Linked DNA regions of Anas platyrhynchos: region 1 is linked to region 2. Evidence: chromatin contacts called from public Hi-C data. All regions are on one chromosome and are shown on one strand. Each heading gives the region's core, a stretch centred on a gene start, on an enhancer-like site or on the middle of the called end of the contact. The rest is flanking DNA. Distances are from core to core; before and after follow the strand shown.

Region 1 (6,536 bases), core at 4,007-6,506, 130 kb before region 2:
GCCTGAGCTCGGGCATCTCCCGCAGTGCACACGTGTTGTCTGTCGCTGGATTACTAGGCCAAAAATATGCAGCTGGTAATACAGCTTCTGGCCTTGCATTTGTAGCTTCAGGACTTCTTTCTCCACAAATCACTGAGAGGCACTTGTGAGTCTTTGTTTTACTTTTTACAAGACTAGGGAACGTGCTGGAAACGTGCTGTTTTCTCAGCCCAAAGAATTATGTTTTAAATGAAGACATGCTTTTCCTTCTCCTCTGTAGCTTTGCCTGAGAAAGAAAAAATCCCTCTGCTCTTTTTCGAGAAGACTTGAATTATCCCTTGTTCTCTAGAAACCTCTCCATAAGCTGGAAGTCTGATTTCTCTGTAAGATGTTAGGGGGCACTATTTTCAAAGCAGTGTTGCTCAATCTGAGTGCGTGAGTGGGTTCCTGCTGTGAAACGACTCACACTGAACTTGGCTCAGAAAATGGGGGGAATTGGTGGTGTTAGTCCTGAATCTGATAATTGTTTCGTCAGTATAAGCTTTCTAAACCTTGATTCAGCACTTAGTCTGAAAGGAGGCTTTCTGCTTGCTGCGCTGTTGGTTAGTCACTGAGCAGACCTGGTCACCTTGTCACCTTCCCACCTGATTGTGTGTTTCTTGTGGTCCTAACGGAAAGCTGCTGTTGACGTAGGCTCAGTGAGGAAATAAATAATCTTCAATCATCTTAGAACTGTCCCCTCAGATAGTAACACACTGGACATCCCACCCCACTAGAGATTGCTGTAAATTGGGTCGAGACACCAGTTCAAACTGACTTTGAGCCTTCTTTCTGTTTGCTGCAGCCCTTTTCTTGTGACAGATTGATCAAACCATAACTGGACACTGCTAACAGGGGACCGTGGAGAACAGGTCGAGGGAGCAATCCTGCCATTCCTCGCTTAATTGTAGCTGCAGCACTGACAGACAGGAGCGCAGTAATTTGTCTTGTGCTGGGAGGAAAAGGGAAAAGAATTCATCGTTTGAATTCAAACTGGGAAGCATACTAAGAATAATTCAGTGCTCTCATTGTACCTGTAGCCCCCTGAGCAAATATTCCATCATCATTTTTCTACACACTCCTCAAGAGCAAGTAATTTACGTGCAGTTTGTTCTTCTTCCAAAGTCAAGCTGGTGGATCTTAGAAGCTTGTTCTGATAGCAGCGTTTGTCAAGAGACCTATCCCAGTGAATCTGTATATTAGGTGTCTTTCTGCAGGAGCTGTCTGTTCCTCTTGAGTTGTGAAAATATTTTTGAATTATTTGATTTATTTTTTTTTTCCAAATATAACGCGGCTTTTTCCCCTTTGACAGTAGAGTACACAGAGCAGCCGAGGCTCTTGAAGCTTATGCAGACCTGTCTGGAAGAGCACCACAGCTATTGTATTAATGGACTCTGCGCTTTCCACAGTGAGCTGAGGAAACCCATCTGCAAGTAAATAACACTGTTGATAAGTACTCTTCTTACAGAATTAGCCTTGTTTCTTTCTCTGCTATGCTTTATTGTTGTAATGTAACCCAAGTTTCAGCAGAGCACAACTTCCAAGTGGCATCGAAGTATCTGCAGGCTTAAAGCTTGGCGCAGTCTTGGATGCTGTGCTGGCTCGGGACTGATGACAAGGCAATGATGCTGTGCTGTTATAATGCTAAGGAAGAAAGAGGGAGAATTAACAACTCTCCAGATCCATAGCCTCAGTGGCATCTCAGATCAGAACTAGCGCTAAAGAATGTTCACAGCAGGCGCAACAAAGGGGACAGGATATTTTAGGATGTAAGCTCCAACTCCGTTACTGTACAGCTGCTTACATACCCTAGATAGACTGGGACAACTGGTGGTCTTGTTGAAGAGGTTCTGACTGAGTCCCAGATTCAGTCCATCCTAGTTTAGACTTGTTCTAAATTGTTTAAAACTACTCAAAACTAACATGTGTTTCTGAAGTACGAAGTCTAAGATATTCTGAGTAATTTTTACACGGTGTATATTTAATTTGTAGGTGCCTTGCAGGTTATAATGGAGAGAGGTGTGAACATTTAACACTAAATTCCTATGCACATAATTCTTACGAACGCTACATTGCTGTGGGAATTGGTATAGGGATACTGACAAGTGGGATACTTGCCATCATCTACTGCTACGTAAGAAAGAGGTACGGGAGACGTGTAACCTTCTCATTCTGTTCAACTGAATTACAGTGGGGGGGGAAAGCTGTGCAGAGTTTTGACAAGGGCATTGGGAGCATGTTCTTGCATTTGTTGTGTGATCTTGAAGGAGCTGATGCTCAATATTTCTGCTTTCTGACCTGCCAGTTGTATAATACGGTGCAGCTTTGCTAAAAGTGGGTTTTGTTGGGGCTACTTAAATGAATCAAGCAAAATGAATGTTCAGACTACAGGGGTTTTACAGGTGTCTGATTAAAATGACACAACCTTTTCCATTTTAGATGCAGGAAATTGAAATCGCCCTACAAAGTCTGCACAGGAGAGACAGCGTTGTGAAGACGTGGCGCTGGGACACTTAGCAATCTGCCTGTAGGCAAGAGGCTGTTCTGTTTGGAGGGCCACCCCCCGCCATCTAGCAGGTACCCCAGCCTCGCTGATGAGGTGAAATGAAGGGAGTGACGGAGCGAGTGTGTAAACGGAACTGCTGCAGAACTGCTGGGCTCCATTCGCTTTTGAAGAAAGACTTGATATTTCTAGTGAAGGCTGCTAGATAAGCAGGTCAGAACAGCAAGGGATACTTGCAGCCTTCTCAGCGCTCTCCTGCGGTTCATATTTGTCCAGGAGAGGACTGAGTCATTTTATCTAGTTTTTGGTCATTTCAAGCCCTAGTACAGTGTTCTGCTCTGGTCTTTCCTGTCTTTTTTTTTCTCCTTCCCTGAAACAACCTGTTTCACAATGGAATTGTATTCTGAACATCATGTGCTGATGAGAAGCCATCTGGATTCTGCTTCTATTGCCGTATGGGACAAAATCATCAAGTGCTTTGGACTGAGGAAAATACACTGTTCTCGGAGACTTAGTAAAATCTGGAATAACAGGTATGCAATTTCTGGAAAATCAGACTATGACACCTTGGGACACAGCAAGTTTTTGACGTTTTTGACGACAGAAGGAATTCAACATCTTTCTCGAAATGGATTATGGAGTGTGCTTGTGACAAAGAACACAAGTTTTCCTAAACATCATATAGCAGCTCATCACATTGCTGAAACTTAATGCAAAACATTGCTTTGCTGCACGGTGATTTCAGAGCAAGACTCCAGCTGCTACAGAATCTGGAATTTTGTTATGCAACTTAGCATAGCTTTGCCAAGGAAGCATATTCATTTTACTCCTTGTGCACATCCTGTGCACAATGTGACCACTCAGATAAAAAAGAAATGGCCACAGGGATTTTGTTTCGTCCTGGCCAGACAGATTATTACTAGGTGCTTGTTTTCCTTCGTCTTTCCTACAAAGAAATGCGAAGGCCGGAGGATTTTGTTCAAGAAGAGACTGAGTTGGTTGTAAGGATGGTGGCACTAATTGTGACTTCTCACTGACATTTGGAGGATTTGCCAGTGCCGATGAGACTGGAGATGTCTCCCAGAGATTTTTCATTTCAGCTGTTGCACATTGTAGACAAATTTGCTGTGCTTAGTCATCTACAAGGAAAAGGCAGATAGGTACCTCAACAATCTTTGGGATTTTTGTGGAATAATGCAGGCTCATAAATTGCTGTGCGTTGCTGAGAGGTTCAATTTCTTTGTTATGCAAGTTCATTTTTACCAGAGGATGGTTGTCATTTGTTTTTTTTTGTTTGTTTAAAAAAATAATAATAATAAGCTGTGTATTTGTGAAACTACAATGGTAATGCTGAAGTGTGTATGGAAGGCTGGATTTTGAGGAGGTAAATGCACGCTGAGCACTTGAGTGTTCAGAAGTTCAGTGGGCTCCTCACATGGGGGATCCTGGTCAGTAACTGAGTTGTCTCAGCTCTTGATTTCATACAAAAAAAAAAAAAAAGGCAAACAAAAAAAACCTCACAGCACATCACCCTGATTGGACATGATTTTGAAGTCAGCTTTCAGTTGTTGCCCTGTTTTCTGTGTCACCTGTATGTAGTGAGAGAGCAATCAGATGTTAATAGCTGTGCAAATGCACATAGGCATGCAAAAAACACCCTTCACCCCTTGCACACACACACTGTACAAAGGCTGAACTGAAGTACCTGTTAAAAACTGCACGTCATCAGGAAAACACAGGTTAAAGATCTTCCTTGTATCTCTGAGAAAATTTTAATCGCTGGGCAGGCCAAAAAGAGGAAAAGCTGCAAAGCATTTGTCATGCAAATTAATCTTTTCCAGTGTCTCTTCCCACGCCCACCTTGCAAGTGTTGTGTTCACTTGTAGAAGAAAATTCTTTCTGCATCAAGAAGTCTGTCGTGGAGCAGCCATTCACAGGAACACAACTTTTTCAGTGCATATATGCAGCTGCTTGAGGAGTTTTCAAGTCAGGAGTTTGAACAGCTGGAATTTCTTTTGTCCTAAAGAGCTGTCAGCAGAGAGATGGATTTGTGTGTGTGTGTGTTTTTTAACCATTTGTGAATCCACTCGCTGATGTTCTTCACTATCTGGTGGCCAAATGGGTGCGCTGCAGGTCATCGAAGTGCTTCTTGAAAAGTATTTATTCAAAACAGAGATACTCTGTACCTAGAGAAACGCACACTGATATTTTTTTATGTTTAACTAGAACATGGATGCCAGCTGAAAAGGGAGATTATTTCAAGGCCCCAGTTTGGCAGGAAACTTTTTCTAGTTTGCTTTCAGGACCAAGGCAGCTCTGTGAGGGCTGCCTGCGAAATTTTGCAGGGGTTTTGTGCTAATGGAAGAAAAGCTCCAGAGTGAAATACCAGATGAGTCCATGGCATGCAAAATAAAACTTGGTCTAAGCGCAGGGAGAGTAAAATGGAAAGACAGATGGAAGAAGGAAGAGAAATGAGGTCTTTGCTTTATTTTTTTTTTCTTTTTCCAATTGGTAGTGAGGCTTCCAGATGTGGGTTCCTCACCACTTGGGTGCCTCATCCTTTGCCAAAGCACGATGTGGGAGCAGGCTGCCAGCTCCTCAAACATCCCAGCTTGGTGGCACCAGCACAGATGACTGTTCTCTCTGTCAGCCTGCACAGTGTTTACAGGCTGTAGCCCGTTTGGGAGAAGAGCCTTGTCATTGCTGTTCTAAGGGATTTCATCAGGCCCAAGCTGTGTTTGAGGCATCCCTGCAGGAATGAATCATTCAGCTGTTTGATGCAGTGACCCTGCTGAGGAAGTCTGTGCTGCCTCAGATTGCTTCGTGGAGTCAGCTGTGCTGAGCCCTGCCTTGATAAGTGACAGGTGCTACTGGGCTAGTATTGTCTGTTGCTGCTTACAGTGCTGAATTTCCTGCAGAACTGGCCCGTCAGAGGATTGGGATCGTCTTTCCTGTCTCATTTATCAGGCTCAGACTCTTTCTGTAATGGCATAATTAACAGAGCTGTGAGCTTCTCTTTCCTATTAGCTGCACGTGCCAAAAACACTGCCATTTCGGGAGGAGACCCTGTGCTTGTGTGGCTTCTGGGTACGCCTGCATCAGGCGTAGTGGGGGCACCAGCTCAGCAGGGAGGGGAGAGAGATGCTAAAGACTGGGACCTGCCTTTGCAAAGGACGGAGCATTGCCTTGCATGTGATCCTGGCTGCTGGAACCACACCACAGTGCCTCACAGTGCATCACTTGAGCCTAGCTGTCCATACGCAACCAAACCCTCTCCCTACTTCGCAGCAATCCTCTCTCAACATCTGGGTGCACTTTGTCACTAATGCTTGGCTGGGACTTGAGCTCCTCCCCAGCATCTGACACCCGTTTTCTTCTGAAGTACCTGGGTAGCCCGCAGTGTACCTGCTGGCAGCAAGGCCCATTTAAAATGCTGGGATGCAAGCCTGTGGAAAAGATGAGTGTCCTGGCAAAATACTTCTCTTAATCTTGGAAGGAAGCATATTGCTGGCTGATAGTCAGTGCACAAAGTGTCCCTGTGGGCACTGAAAACTGTCCCACCTTCCTGACAGGGTGTGCTGTTGTTTCCTAGCAGTGCCCAAGATCACCCATGAGCGCATCAGCAGCCTGAGCAGGGGGCATGCCAGCAGCCAGGCCACTGGCCCAACTCGTCTCATAGCCAGTCAGCAACAGCAGGCAGTGCCAGAGGCTCCCGGAGCTGGTCTGAGAGATGTGGTGGCAGGCAGGTAGGAGAGTTTTCCCTCAGAGAAGGTTTTCTCTTATTGTTGATAACTGAGAACAGGGTTTGGATGATAATACAGCAGTGTGTCTGATCCTTCTCACATACAATGGAAGAACAGCTTCTTCTAGTGTGTAGTAAAAGAAAAAAAAAAAAAGATTTGTGTTTATGTGGCTGGCAAAAGGCTTCCTTGGGCGTCATTTGAGCCATAAACGCTGGGTTATGTCCTAGGAACTAGAGGTGAAGTGTTAGCAGTTCTCTATTTCAGGCAAAAAC
Region 2 (6,524 bases), core at 779-3,278:
CAATTTTGCAATGCACACCGGAGCAGCAGCTTATCAAAAAGGAGCTGGTGAGAGGGGAGAAGAGGAGACTGGATGGGCAGCTCAATTCCTGAGCTTATCCCAGATCAAGCTACTCATGTGCAGAGGTCACACAGTGGTGCAGGGAAAATTTTAGATCTTTTAACTTGGTCCAGCGCTCTTCCTCTTAGAATGTGTCACCTCTTCATCAGAGAATGGAAAGACAGGCCTTCAGGTTTCCACAGACATCACAACAGGTTTCTAAGTCTGAACCTAGCTTGACAAAGTGCTGGCATTGGCCTGATGCCTGAAGCATAACAGGATCCCTCCTGTTCCACCCAAGGAGCAGGGACAGGGGGACTGGCCATCCCACATCTCCCAGGGACACCCATCTTTACTGGAGAATTCAGCAAAAGTTCCGTGTTTGCTGCTTAAGAAATACACAACAGAAATCTCAGGATTTCACAAGCTGGAAGGCAGGAGCACAGTAACAGGGAACCACTGCAGGCATGCAGAAAAGTTTCACTGTAGAGGAGGAGGCAAGGCTTTTCTGATCCTGGAGACAAAAGGGGATGTCTCGGCCTGTCCTCTACAAACCCAGGCAGTTCTGCTACAGGCCACAAGCTTAATGCCACATGGGCCTTCCAGATAATGCTCTGCAAGGACAGATCAGAGTAGATGGGACAGGATGGGCCAGCCCTGAGCCCTGTGTGCCCACGGTGTGGTTTAATTTAATACAGGACAACCACTGAATGTCTGTGAGATGTGCTATCTTCTGCTCTTCATGCGAAGGCCCAGAAGTGTGTCCTCGCACTGACTGCAGGGAAGCCCCACTACACCGTTTGCCTGGAGCTGCTAGCTCCAGTGCAGCAGGGGTGGGAACCTGCATCCCACAGGATGTCCAGCTATTCCAACCCTGCTCAAGGGCTTGAGCTCATCGAAGCTGCAGCCCTACAAGACATGAGGGGCTGCCAACCCAGCTCTGTGCAAGCTTGGAGACTGTCTCACTTCAGTCTTTTCTGCAAACAGAGCACAGCTTTCTGTAGTGCACTGCGTATGCTGAAGCCCAGAGATGTCCAAGGTTAGCTATGCGTGCAGGAACAGTCTCCTTACCTCTCACCTAAGGTATAAAACCACACGGTGCAACACTGCTCCAGTCACAACTAGCCAGCAGTCCCAGGAGGGAAAGCATGTGGGACCTGGTGCCTGGCACAGCATGTATCTTCTCCATGCATCCAGATACCTCTGGGGACTATAACAGCTAAGACCCACAGCAGCAGCCTGCAAGCAGAGAGTAAAAGTGTGCGTCCATGTGTGCTGAACAGGGCCCCAGCTCCAAGGAAAGACTTGCGTTACGACCTGGCAGTCTGTCCTATTTTTCCTCTTTGAGTACCATACTAGAAAAAAAAGTACACACGTACACACACACCACTAACAACACTCCCACCAAATCTATCAAAGCCAACTCTTCCTCAGCATCTGTGCCACCACTGGACAATGCTGTGCAGGTTTGAACTGGCAGCACAGCCCATGGTAAGCTGCTTAGCAGAAGATAAAATCGCCTTTTTTAGGACAGGAGGGCAGGACAATGCTAAAAGTTAGGCTGAACTGCCTAAAGCCAGCATGGTCATCAGCAAACCCAAGCAGCACAGTAGCACATGGCTCCGGGGCTCCACACAGCTACTGGGGGTTTAGAATTGCTGGATTTAGGGATTTAGGTAGCATTCTAAGAAGTTTGGTGGATTATTTTATTATTTTATTTTATTTTATTTTATTTTATTTTATTTTATTTTATTTTATTTTATTTTATTTTATTTTATTTTATTTTATTTTATTTTATTTTATTTTATTATTTTATTTTTTAGTAGCGTTTGCCTTAAAGCTCTGTTTAAAACCAGAAGCTACCATCTAGCTGGCTCAGAAACGCTGACACTGGTTTAACCTTTGTAGCTTCGCAGCTCCAGTTCCCAGCACCCAGCTCAGGGTTGCTGTAGCGGGTTTTGGTGCCGTCTGTGGGAACACCATGACCTCTGGTGGCCACACTGGAGCTCGACGAGTCTTACCCTCGGTGCCGAGTGGTAGGCTGCAGGAGGATTCACACCACAGGGACTGAGGAGCAAGGACGAGCAAGGCAAGCCCTGGCCCTGTTGGACTGCGCCCATTGTCCAGTGCCACTGGTTTGCAGAGGGGTGCAACTGGTGCAGCCTAGTGCCCGCTGCCCCCTCCCCACAGAGGCACACACAGCACCAGGGGAGCTGCTCCGTGCTGGGGCTGCCGGTCACTGGAAGGGACTGGGCAGGAGCGCAGACAGCAGGCAACTCCATGCCCATGCCAGGTGGTTTTCTCCTGTTTATGAAAAGCAGCTCACTGCAGTCCAAAGCAGAAAGGGTTCTAACTGGGCTTTAAGCCCTCCTTTCACGTCTATTTCTTTGGCTAGCCTTCACCACACAAGTGCTATTCTTGCATTGGCCCTGCTGTGCTTTTCTTTGTCAGGGGAGGTGGTGGCAAAGCGCTCCCCGGTATGGCTGTGGTAGGCCCAGACGGCTACAGAGACGTGCCTAAGGATAAACAACTTTAACTAATTACTTCGGCAGCTTTCTCCCTCCCAGCCACACGCACACCTTCCCAAGCCACTGGGAGAAGAATGCAGCCTGCAGCAAATCCGCTGTCCCTTGCATCATCATTTTGGGGCTGAAAGCATGCAGGTGAGAGTCTGGTGTCCCCCAGGAGGGCAGGTGGAGTTGGCGTGCGACCATGCTCTCATTACCAACTTGTTCAAATCATCGGGAATGACATGAAGTTGATGTTTAGCTGTGCTTTGGTCTCAGCTCAGTATTAATCTCCGTGTGTTCAGCATCCAGAGTCTATCACCAAATGAGGTCAGGAAGGCTTGTGCTGATAGCTTCAACCACTGTGTATCTCGGGACTTCCCTAATTACCAGGAAAGCCCCATTTCTCCTTTGCTTTTGGACTAGATTTATCAGGGAGCTAAGCCGACTAGCCAGTGAAACGTCCACACCTGATGCTTTTTTTTAGCAGCAAATGCAGTCATGCAAGTGCTGGCAAAGCTTCACCCTAGACTTGTGCTCTTTTGCAGGTTGCCTCCGATTTTGTTGGAAGTCGGCATCCGGCCCAGCTGAGAAGCGTGAAAGCATCAACTCGGTCTTTGGCTCCTCCTTGACCCAAATGGGAGCCAAGAGGCCAAGGAGCAAGCTGGTTTCCTTTTGTGGCTGCAGAACTTTTCTTATTTGGGCTCATCACCAGCTGAATTTCTTGACAAGGCTTCCAGGCACAGCCAGGGACTAGCAGAAAAGTCGGACCATTCTGCCATTGCCTAACTGGAGATACAGCAACGGGAGAGCCAGAAATTGTTCATTCCTGCAGCCACGAGCTGCATGCTCCCTGTCAGCCCTGTGAGCTGGGAAGCACCTCTCTCACCCGCTCTGTCACGTAGCCCCAGCACCCCGGGTCAGCCAGGAGATACAGATCTGGCTGGGGGAGTCTCGGCAGCCCTGTGCCTCAGATCTCACCGACAGTCAGGGCAGGGCTGAGTCTTTTTTCTTAGGGCTGTGTCTTGGGGCCCAGCTGTTATGGGGGTCACTCTGAAGCCCCTGTATAACACTAACCCCAGAAAGCTTGCTTTCTGAAGGATCTTCACACACATGTATGCGTCAGCCCCTTAGCAGTGGCTCTTCTTGATGGGCATTTGTATCTCCCTCCAGTCAAGCAGGCTGTCTAACTGGTGATTTATTACACTGCTGCTAGCAAAACACGTGTGGCCTGGAGCGGCTGTCAGTGACCAGACTGCCCTCTCTTTCCCCAGCAGTGAAATTCTCAGTTTTGAGGCACGACACTCTGCAGCAAGGGTATTCTCTGCCTTGGCCTGACCTTCACTGTTAGCCTCAGGATCCATGTCTGTTGCATCACAAAAATTTGCTCCTGCTATGATGTCCTCTATCAAGAAAAGCATCATGAGGTTATTGTCTTCTGATATAAGGAGTAGGAAGCGATCACATGCTTGTGCAGGCCAAGAAAAGTGCACGACTCAGGCAACCACAGGGACTTCATTCTTGGTTGATGCTAACCCCCCCTCTGTACTGGTGTCCTTTTCCTTGTGAAGGAATGAGGCTGAGGTAACCTGGTCCCCCACTTCTTTAACGTGAGGATGCTGTTTGGGCAGTTAGAGAACAGAAAAGGCTGTTTTTCGCCTCCTGTTCCTCTTCAGACTGAGGATTTCGTCTCCAGGCCCCATGCATTTCTCAACCCTTTGTTATCGTTTTATTTTCTAGGATGAACTTCACAGAAATAAACAGGATTTGATCATTTTTGAGCTTACCCTGACCCCCTGAGGGCTGGACCCTTCCTGAACACCCTTTTGCCTGGAACAGGTGCATAGAAACAGACCCACGCTGCCTGCTCTGGACACTCAAAGTGAGTTACAGTGCTTTAATATTACCATACAACAGTCAGAATTACTTGTGTTTTTTTGTTTGTTTGTTATTCACTCCTGATCCTCTCTACAACTTAGTGTCTCTTAGCCTGTTAATGGGTGCTGTTCTCACCACGCGTAACAATCAAGCTAGAAATCTTTGATCTATTCACCTCCTTGGTATCAATTGCTTGATTTGACAAAGAGTGTGGAAGCGCTTCACATCCTGCTCAGAGGGAGAAAAAATACCTGCATTCATGATGGCTTGATCATGATGGGACAAAAAGAGATTCCCCAAAAAGAAAAATCTCTTTGTATTCTTGACTGTGTCATGACACCATCAAGTGAATACCTGCAGGGCAAAGGCTACCATGACAATTGTACAGTTACAATCTAGACACATCTACTACCAGTATGAAGAGGCACAGATGGAATGGTGCAATAAAATCATCAACAAAAACAGGTTTTCTAGTTGGGAAGAGAGCTTTGAATAAGCCTCTTTGAAACCTGTTTGTAACCCGTTTGTCTGTCTCCTGAACTTTCCACCTTGCCTAGTTTTTTTCCTTTCCAATTTCAAACATTTTCAATTTGCATCCAAAAGTAGAAACTTCCCAAGTATAACTGCAGAGAGTGGCAATAAAAAAAAATAAAAAAAATTGTGATGTTCCATTCTTTGGGAGAGGCACTGATACCGGGGTAAGGGTGCCTGCTTAACTGTTTCTCACTGACATCAGGCCAGACCATCAATCACATGCCTTGTGCTTTCGCATCCTGAATCTGCATTCATGTTGATTTTTCAGGTGATTCTGTCCCATCAGGGGAATGACTAGTTTTTGGTTTTTTTCCCCCCTCATTCGCCTTTCTTTATTCCCTTTCCCTGTAATTGAGAGGTACTCTTGCCTTCTAGGATATGTTTGGATTATGTAGTCAACTTTCAAAGTATTTATTTCTGCCCACAGTGTTTTTATAGAGTTGGTGCAAACAGCAACCAGAAAACAAAAAAAACCATCTGGGAAAACGTAAGAAATGCATAGCTTGGACAACAGATGTGCAAGGCACAGATCACCTAGCAGGATGCAGGGAGTAAAGAGCCAATTTCCGTGCTGTTCCTACTTGACAGGCCACATAAGTTTCCAAACTTGTCACAGGTAACAAAGCCACAAGGCTTCCTGACTCCAATCCTTCTCTATAGCTGCCTTTGCTTTCCACTGAAGGAGCCTACTTTTGCAAAGAACATCACATGCTCCACAGGACAATTAACGGTGATGGGGAGAGTTTCAACTGGATATAAGTAAGTCTATCTTCTCAAAATAGGTAGGACAAATTGTCACCAGCACCCTGGTGGTGGTATTGCTGACAAAAGCAACCAGCAGTGCCAGTGCTCACAGGACACTAGGGTACTGAAGCTGTCACTGCCAGCAGTGATAATGGAAAAAAAAAAATAAAATTAAAACTTGACTTTCCAGGATGTGCAGACATGAGTTCCCATCGCGTTAATTGATAACAGTTGTGACTGAATCACTTGGTGGAAGTTTCATCTCCTTACAAATTCAGCACGTCCTTCCTTTCTGCTCCTCTGTTATGAAGGACCATTCATAATGGCACATGGGCACAGTCAAATGCTTTGCAACTCGCATCATAGCTCTGGTTAGACTCAAGCCAATCTCTCTGAGCTCTGGGAACACACAAATTACCATCTGGGCTGGAGTAAAAATTCCACTGCAATTCTTATCAACGCCATTTACCTAAGGGACAGGGAAGCCATCACAACAGCTTCATCCTCAGCACAGATGAGTACCTAATTTGTGTGTTCCAGCCACAATGAAATAAAATCCAGCAGGCACAGTCAGGACAGACAGTAAGTGGAATTATCTAGGTCACCAAATAAAATTCATACCCTAACGTCTTGATTTAAGTTTCTGACACAGTTTACAGTCAACATTTTACGTCAAAGACTTGGTGGGTGTTGTAGCCCGCAAACATCCTGCCTGATGACTCTCATAACATTGTACCTGAGGAAGAAACTGTCACATCCGGAATTTTCAGGGGGTGGTAGATATTTCACCCTATATCCATGCATGCAGTGGGAGTCAGGCAC

Evidence for each region. Hi-C and Micro-C count contacts between places; a contact is called where the count stands out from the background.
Region 1: a contact with region 2 is called in a Hi-C map of liver, with 6 times the contacts expected there. The contact joins two enhancer-like sites. A contact is called at or near these places in 2 of 8 Hi-C or Micro-C datasets (liver and skeletal muscle).

Annotation. Positions count from the first base shown.
Region 1 is chr4:49,939,876-49,946,411 of IASCAAS_PekinDuck_T2T, reverse strand. It overlaps LOC101797763 (methylenetetrahydrofolate dehydrogenase (NADP+ dependent) 2 like), which reads left to right. Exons shown (of 10, transcript XM_072037573.1): 8 at 1,331-1,451; 9 at 2,011-2,163; 10 at 2,458-3,813. The coding sequence ends at 2,512. Among named protein-coding and RNA genes, the nearest start is that of EREG, 21 kb to the right of the region's middle. Within about 2 kb of position 5,256, at least 2 of the 8 cell types and tissues checked have an H3K27ac peak or open chromatin away from gene starts, as enhancers often do.
Region 2 is chr4:49,809,780-49,816,303 of IASCAAS_PekinDuck_T2T, reverse strand. LOC106014940 (a long non-coding RNA gene) reads left to right here. Exons shown (of 9, transcript XR_011809179.1): 7 at 3,095-4,428. Among named protein-coding and RNA genes, the nearest start is that of USO1, 37 kb to the right of the region's middle. Within about 2 kb of position 2,028, at least 2 of the 8 cell types and tissues checked have an H3K27ac peak or open chromatin away from gene starts, as enhancers often do.